Regions from separate parts of the Pan troglodytes genome. Here region 2 is linked to region 1. Evidence: chromatin contacts called from public Hi-C data. All regions are on one chromosome and are shown on one strand. Each heading gives the region's core, a stretch centred on a gene start, on an enhancer-like site or on the middle of the called end of the contact. The rest is flanking DNA. Distances are from core to core; before and after follow the strand shown. Region 1 overlaps GALNT2 (polypeptide N-acetylgalactosaminyltransferase 2). Region 2 overlaps URB2 (URB2 ribosome biogenesis homolog).

What was found. A called contact is a pair of places that touch in the nucleus more often than the background predicts.
Region 2: a contact with region 1 is called in a Hi-C map of induced pluripotent stem cells, with 2.9 times the contacts expected there. The contact joins two enhancer-like sites. A contact is called at or near these places in 2 of 7 Hi-C or Micro-C datasets (induced pluripotent stem cells and stem cell-derived neural progenitor cells).

What each region holds. Positions count from the first base shown.
Region 1 is chr1:18,917,796-18,921,050 of NHGRI_mPanTro3-v2.0_pri, forward strand. All of the region lies in intron 14 of GALNT2 (polypeptide N-acetylgalactosaminyltransferase 2), which reads right to left. Among named protein-coding and RNA genes, the nearest start is that of PGBD5, 160 kb to the left of the region's middle. Within about 2 kb of position 1,971, at least 7 of the 24 cell types and tissues checked have an H3K27ac peak or open chromatin away from gene starts, as enhancers often do. A contact at or near this core is called in induced pluripotent stem cells, where this site is marked.
Region 2 is chr1:19,530,827-19,533,951 of NHGRI_mPanTro3-v2.0_pri, forward strand. URB2 (URB2 ribosome biogenesis homolog) reads right to left here. Exons shown (of 10, transcript XM_001146910.7): 10 at 1,861-3,125. Among named protein-coding and RNA genes, the nearest start is that of URB2, 35 kb to the right of the region's middle. Within about 2 kb of position 1,590, at least 7 of the 24 cell types and tissues checked have an H3K27ac peak or open chromatin away from gene starts, as enhancers often do. A contact at or near this core is called in induced pluripotent stem cells, where this site is marked.

The sequences.
Region 1 (3,255 bases), core at 721-3,220:
AAAAGGCATGGCCATTAATTTTCTCATTTCCTGTGTGTCTGCCAAGGCTCAGCCGGAAACCAGATAACAAACCTCACTCTTCCAAAGCACCAGGCCCTATTTTCAGTTGGGAAATATTACTTACCCTCTCGTTTCTCATCTGTGTCACACGCTATGCAAAAAAGCATCACTTTCTGTTGGTTCAGAGAGGACTCACGCACAGTGGGTTTGTGAGCTGGAATATCTGAGCCGTACTGTCTAATGTGCTAGCTACAGGGCACACAGGGCCATTTACATTTAAATTCACCAGAATGAAATGAAATTAAACTTGTAATTCACACTAGTCATATTTCAAGTGCCCAGTTGCCACAATGTGGCTGATATACTGAATGGCAGATGTAGAGCATCCCCATCATAGCACATGGTTCTATTGGAAAGTACTGATTAGATAGTAGCCCACTGGCCCCAGACTGGCCCAGGCAGTAAGGTGCTCCCAAGCTGAGGGTGTAACATGCATCATGTCATCCTGCCATCTCACATCACATTGTATGTGCTGATGTGTTTATCTTTCCACTAGAAAACCCTTGCTCCTCAACTCCTATTTTTTAAAAATTTTTATTTATTTTTTCGAGACAGAATCTCACACTGTCACCCGGGCTGGAGTATAGTGGTGCGATCTCGGCTCACTGCAATCTCCACCTCCCGGGTTCAAGTGATTCTTCTGCCTCAGCTCCCCGAGTAGCTGGGATTACAGGTGCCCACTACCACGCCCAGCTAATCTTTTGTATTTTTAGTAGAGACGGGGTTTCACCATGTTGGCCAGGCTGGTCTCGAACTCCAGACCTCGTGATTCACCCACCTCGGTCTCCCAAAGTGCTGGGATTACAGGCGTGAGCCACCGTGCCCGACCCTAATTTATTTTACATTATTTTAGAAACATGGTCTCACTCTGTTGTTCAGGCTGGAGTGTAGTGGTGCAATCACAGCTCACTACAGCCTCGACCTCTTGGGCTTTAGCAATCCTCCCATCTCAGCCTCCTGAGTAGCTTGGACTACAGGCACAGGTCATCACAACTGGCTAATTTTTTTTTTTTTTTTTGTAAAGACGGAGCTTCCCTATGTTGTCGAGCCTGGTCTTGAACTCCTGGACTCAAGCAATCCTCCTGCCTTGGCTTCCTAAAGTGCTGAAATTACAGGTGTGTACCACTACACCAGGCCAAATCCTCATTTAGAATCACTTGTTAGCTCTTAGAGATCTGGTGGTGCCCTCTGACCCTAGACAAATTAGATCAGGCTCTCTGGGCATAGCACCTGGCATCAGCATTTTGTAAAAGTTCTCTGGGCAGGCTGGTTGTGGTGGCTCACGCTTGTAACCCCAGCACTTTGGGAGGCCGAGGCATGTGGATCACTTGAGGTCAGGAGTTCGAGACCAGCCTGGCCAACATAGTGGAATCCCGTCTCTACTAAACATACAAAAATTAGCTGGGTGTGGTGGCACGTGCCTGTAATCCCTGCTACTTGAGAGGCTGAGGCAGGAGAATGGCTTGAACCTGGGAGGCGGAGGTGGCAGTGAGCCGAGATTGCACCACTGCACTCCAGCCTGGGCAACACAGCCAAACTCAAAACAGTCTCAAAAAAAAAAAAAAAAAAAAAAAAAAAAAGTTCTCTGAGCAATCCCCGGATGTGGCCATTGGAGGGGGACAGAGAGTGAGCAGGGAGTCAGCACTTACTGCTGGAAAGGAAGGGAAAGCCCACATGTGAGAACAGTAATGGCTGCACAACAGCAAGAAGGAAAAGCAAAAGCAGAGCAGGAGACACGCCCTGCAGACCCGATCTTGTTCACTCCTTGGCACAGCCCTTTGCTGACCCCTGAAGTTGGTGCAGAGGCGAGGAACGGGCGCTCTGTGTCAAAGGTCTGTGCTGTGGCTGCCCTCAGCACTGTGCCCTCTGCTCAGTGCCCCCACTGTGCAGAGAGGAATCCTGGAGACTCTCTACTGGGCAGGACCGGGGGGCGAGGGCCACAGCCCTGAAGGTGGGACACAGGCTGTCCTCCTGAGGGCAGGTGAGGAGGGTCACAGGCAGCAGCCACACAGACAGTCTTTGGTTCCCGTAGACCTGCCACCTCCACAGGGCCCAGACTCTGTCTCGTGTTACTAGCTGTGCGGTAATTAAGGTGCAATGCTGGCGGGGGGTGAGCCAGTCACAGAGCCTGACGCACAGGGGATGAAGCTGGGGCCGGAGACTCTGATGACGAACTCTCTCGGCCGGGGCCTTGGGCACACGCTTCTGTTTAATGTGCTGTAGCGTAAGGTGTGTCGCTTTCCAGCAGAGGCGCTGACACAGAAAGGAGTGACCTCTCCAACCTTCCGTAAATCATCAGAACACTGCAGGGTGACAGTGGGAACTCCAGAGATTAAACACGGAGGTGAGGCTGGCCAGGGATCACAAGAGGCCCAACACCCAGACAGTACGGAACCTGGGTGGGCACCTCGTCCGTTTTGTCATCCACAGACCAGAGGTAAGCTTCACCCAACCCTACACGAATTATCCACATGTCTGCATTTGGTGAAATCTGCATTAATGCTGTGTGATCGACCAAGCCTTGCAGCACCATCTGTCCGGTTTAGATGAAACCCAGCTTGCTGAGAATGAGACCCAGCATTTCCCCCTCCCTCACGGAGCTCCACTTTTCTGAGGGCATTTCGGTGGATTTTCACTATGGTTCTAGATGGAAACACATAAAACATCTCTCCCCAAGCTCACTGCTTTCCAGATCTCAAGAACGAAGCCCAAACCATGGAAATAAGCACGCTGTTATCAGTGTAGAAGGAACACAGCCTGCGGAGACGCCTCCTCCAGTCACACCTGGACCACAACGGGACCCACAGCAGCACCGCACTGCACCCTCCATCACCTCTGAGTGAGTCCCCTGGGTCCCCCGCTTCCCAGCAGTGACTGAGAACACAGTTAACAGCAGGGTCTTGGATGGAGGAGCTACAAGGACACAGAAGCATAGACACGGTGGGGATGGCACCTTCCCCTCCGCCTCTGCCCACCCCACCAATACCAGCTGGCTCCTCCTCCTTTCACCCGCTTCGTCTTCCACTGTCTTTGTTCTTCCCTCCCCCTGTATGGGTTCCTTCCTCCAGGTGACTCCTGACACGGGTGGGGCCTGTGACGAGTACCCAGGGGGGCTGACCTGCTACAGTGTGAAATACCTAAAACTGGTCCATCAGGCTATAGCCGAAGGCTGGCTTGTGTGTGCACCCACACCTG
Region 2 (3,125 bases), core at 340-2,839, 610 kb after region 1:
GATGGAAAAGGTAAACGACAAAGTAAAATTTTAAAAAAAAGGAGAGTGTTCAGAAGTTGCACAAGGGGATGAGGAATCAAAAACGACACTGCTGCTGCCTCTACAGTGGCTTTTATGAGACATAAAGGAGGCTATAGCCTGGCATGCTGGCAATAAATCAAAGTTACCTCTATGAGTTATGAGAAACCAGGGCCGGGTGCAGGGGCTAACACCTGTAATCCCAGCACTTTGGGAGGCCAAGGAAGGGAGCACTGCTTGAGGCCAGGAGTCCCAGACCAGCCTGGGCAACATAGTGAGACTATCTCTACTAAAAACTTAAAAATTAGCTGGTTGTGGTGGTGTGCACCTGTAGTCCCAACTACTTGGGAAACTGAGACAAGAGGATCGCTTGAGCCCAGGAGTTGGAGGGTGCAGTGAGCTAGGATTGCACCACTGCACTCCAGCCTAGGCAATAGAGCGAGACCCTGTCTCCAAAGAAAAATGAAAAAGAGAAACCGAAAAAAAAAAAACTCCCCCAAATCCCTTCCAGTACACACCCCCTCTTTGCTGTCTTTTTTTCTGGAGACTTCACATCACTCCTTAACATTGGGCAGTTTCCACAGCTACTGTAGGAGGCTGAGTCCGGGAAGCTGCAGAAGACAGGCTGTGAAGGAGACCCACCCACTGTGGCCCACAAGCAGCGGTCAAGGGCAAGGTCAACGGGGCTGTGTGTTGTCTGTGCCATTGGGGGCCCCCTGATGTACTACTGTCCAGGACCGCCCAAGGCAACATCCCAGGCAAAGTCACCCTGCTGAGCCTTCTCTCGCCCAACTCCCCTTACGCCCACCCCTCCCTTCAGGTGTCCGCTCTCAGCCAAAACCAGGCTGCCACATGGATTCAGTGCAGGCATTAAGGATCAGCACCCCAGGCCCTTCCAGGGGCGCCTCTCACCACCCAGGCAGGTCTCAGTTCAAATATCACCTCTTTCTCCAGCCACTGAACTTGTCTGCTTTGCTGCCAACCCCGTGATCACCCCCTGGCCTATTTGTTTCCTGGCTCATTGTCAATGTCCTCTACTAGAAAGCTCCCTGAGGACCACGGCCATGTCTCCGTGCCTGGTACAGACAGGTGATTCATGCACATCTGTCAGGTGATGGGGGTCTGGAGCCACAGCAAGTCCAGTGGGGACAGTCTCTCTGAAGCCCAGCATTTTGCCGTTCCCCAAGCTGAGTCCCCAACTCTGCCATGTGGAGAGCTGGCTGGGCCAACTCTCTTTGCTTGTGAGGTCTATTCTAACAGGATAAAAATGAACAACAGAGCCTCCATATTTGCCAGCCAGAAACATGTTTCTTCTACCCTATGAATCAGCAAAATGGAGTTAAAACAAATTCTTTGCTGAGGAGCGTTTAGAGTTCAAATAGAAATGACTGTGAGGAACCTGTGACTGCTTCCCCAGAAATGGGAACACAGCAGAGAGCCCTTCAGAGCTGTGCAGGGAGGAGGTGGAGTCCCAGCCTTCTTTTCTGCCTTCCCTTCCTTCAAGGCTGACTACCTGGCAGCAGCTGCCAACTCCCTTCGAAAGGCCCTGCAGTGCCACCACCAGGACGCCTGATGAACTGCTCCACGTTCGTCAGCTCACCCAGCATTCCCAAGGCAGGGGGAAAGGATGGTCCCCTCACCTCTGGCCTTCAGAACTTTCAGCACAGGAAAAACTAGCCATGGCTCCATGAAGGCCTCGGAGACAGTGAGCTTCCAGTCTGGGCACTTGAACCAGAGGCAAACCTAAGACCGTGTTTTAGCTCCCGCTTGTTTACAGCTCGTGTCCTTGAAAGGTCGCCCGCTCCAATTGTGAACAAGAAATGGCGCCACCAGACTCTCTTCGGGCTCCTGCAGGGAGTTTACTACAGAAACAAAATTCTGTCAACACAAAGCATTAAGCGAAAGGATGCCAGACCAGCCGAAGACATTTCTGGTGGCCAGAGCTTCGAAAGGCCCTCTGCACACACAGTCTAGATGAGGAAGGGAAGGGAACAGATGACATGTGCAGTGCATAAGGCAGGACTGTCCCCCAGCCCCCACAAGATAGCACAGGAAATAAAATCAAATGTGGGGCATAAAACAAGGGCCATTTCTCTTAGGTATCAAAGACATTCATTTCATATTGTCTGCTCCAATCACATCTGCTTGAAAATATAGTGTTAGAAAAAAAAGCCTTTGCTTAAGGATGATCCTTCAAATAACTTTAAAAGTCTGCATTTTGAACTAATTAAAAAGGGAATTCCAACATGATTCCCACAAAGATAGTGAGTAATAGTAAATATCCCAATTGAGAAATGTGCTATTACAGAAGAAAGATAATTATATAAACATAATTTACATAAGAAATAAAAATGGTAAATGTGAAAAATGTATAATCTCTTAGTAATTAAACAAATTCAAAACAGAATAACATCTCTCTCCTATCAAGGAAGCACAAAGAAACAAAAATCAATAATATTAAAGTTGACTCACTAGCAGGAAAATAAATTAGTACATATTCTAGGGGGCAATTTGGCAATATTTATATAAATCCTTTAAAAATGATGTGGTTTTCTGACAAATAATACAACTCATGAGAATTCATCTTCTGAAAATAATTCAGCTGCAAGCACCATCTATAAAAGGGAATTTGGAAAGATAACTATGTCTAACCATGGGGTACTTATTAAATAAAACAACAATATCTACTCAATGGACTACTATGCAGCCAAAAAAAATATATGTTGAATGTTTTCACTGACCCAGAGTTACTTAAATATTACACAGGAAAAAAGGTAACTTTAAAAAAATGCATTTATGATCCAATTTAGCTACTATATATATTTATATGCACATCTATATACATACACATAGTAAAGGGACTACAACAAGATACTCCAAGGTGACAACAGAGGTTATCTGGGTAACTGAGACTATGAATGAGTTTTTTAAATTATCCTTTTATTTTTCTTTTCTGAGGTTGCTATAATAAAAATATATTGCTTAGGTAATAAGAAAAAACAATTAGGATTATTTCTTAAACTGAATAGGAAAAAAAATTCCTAAATGAACTTCACAGAGCTAACACAGGAGGAGCAGGCAGGAGCCCTGGCACCTGTGCTAAACGT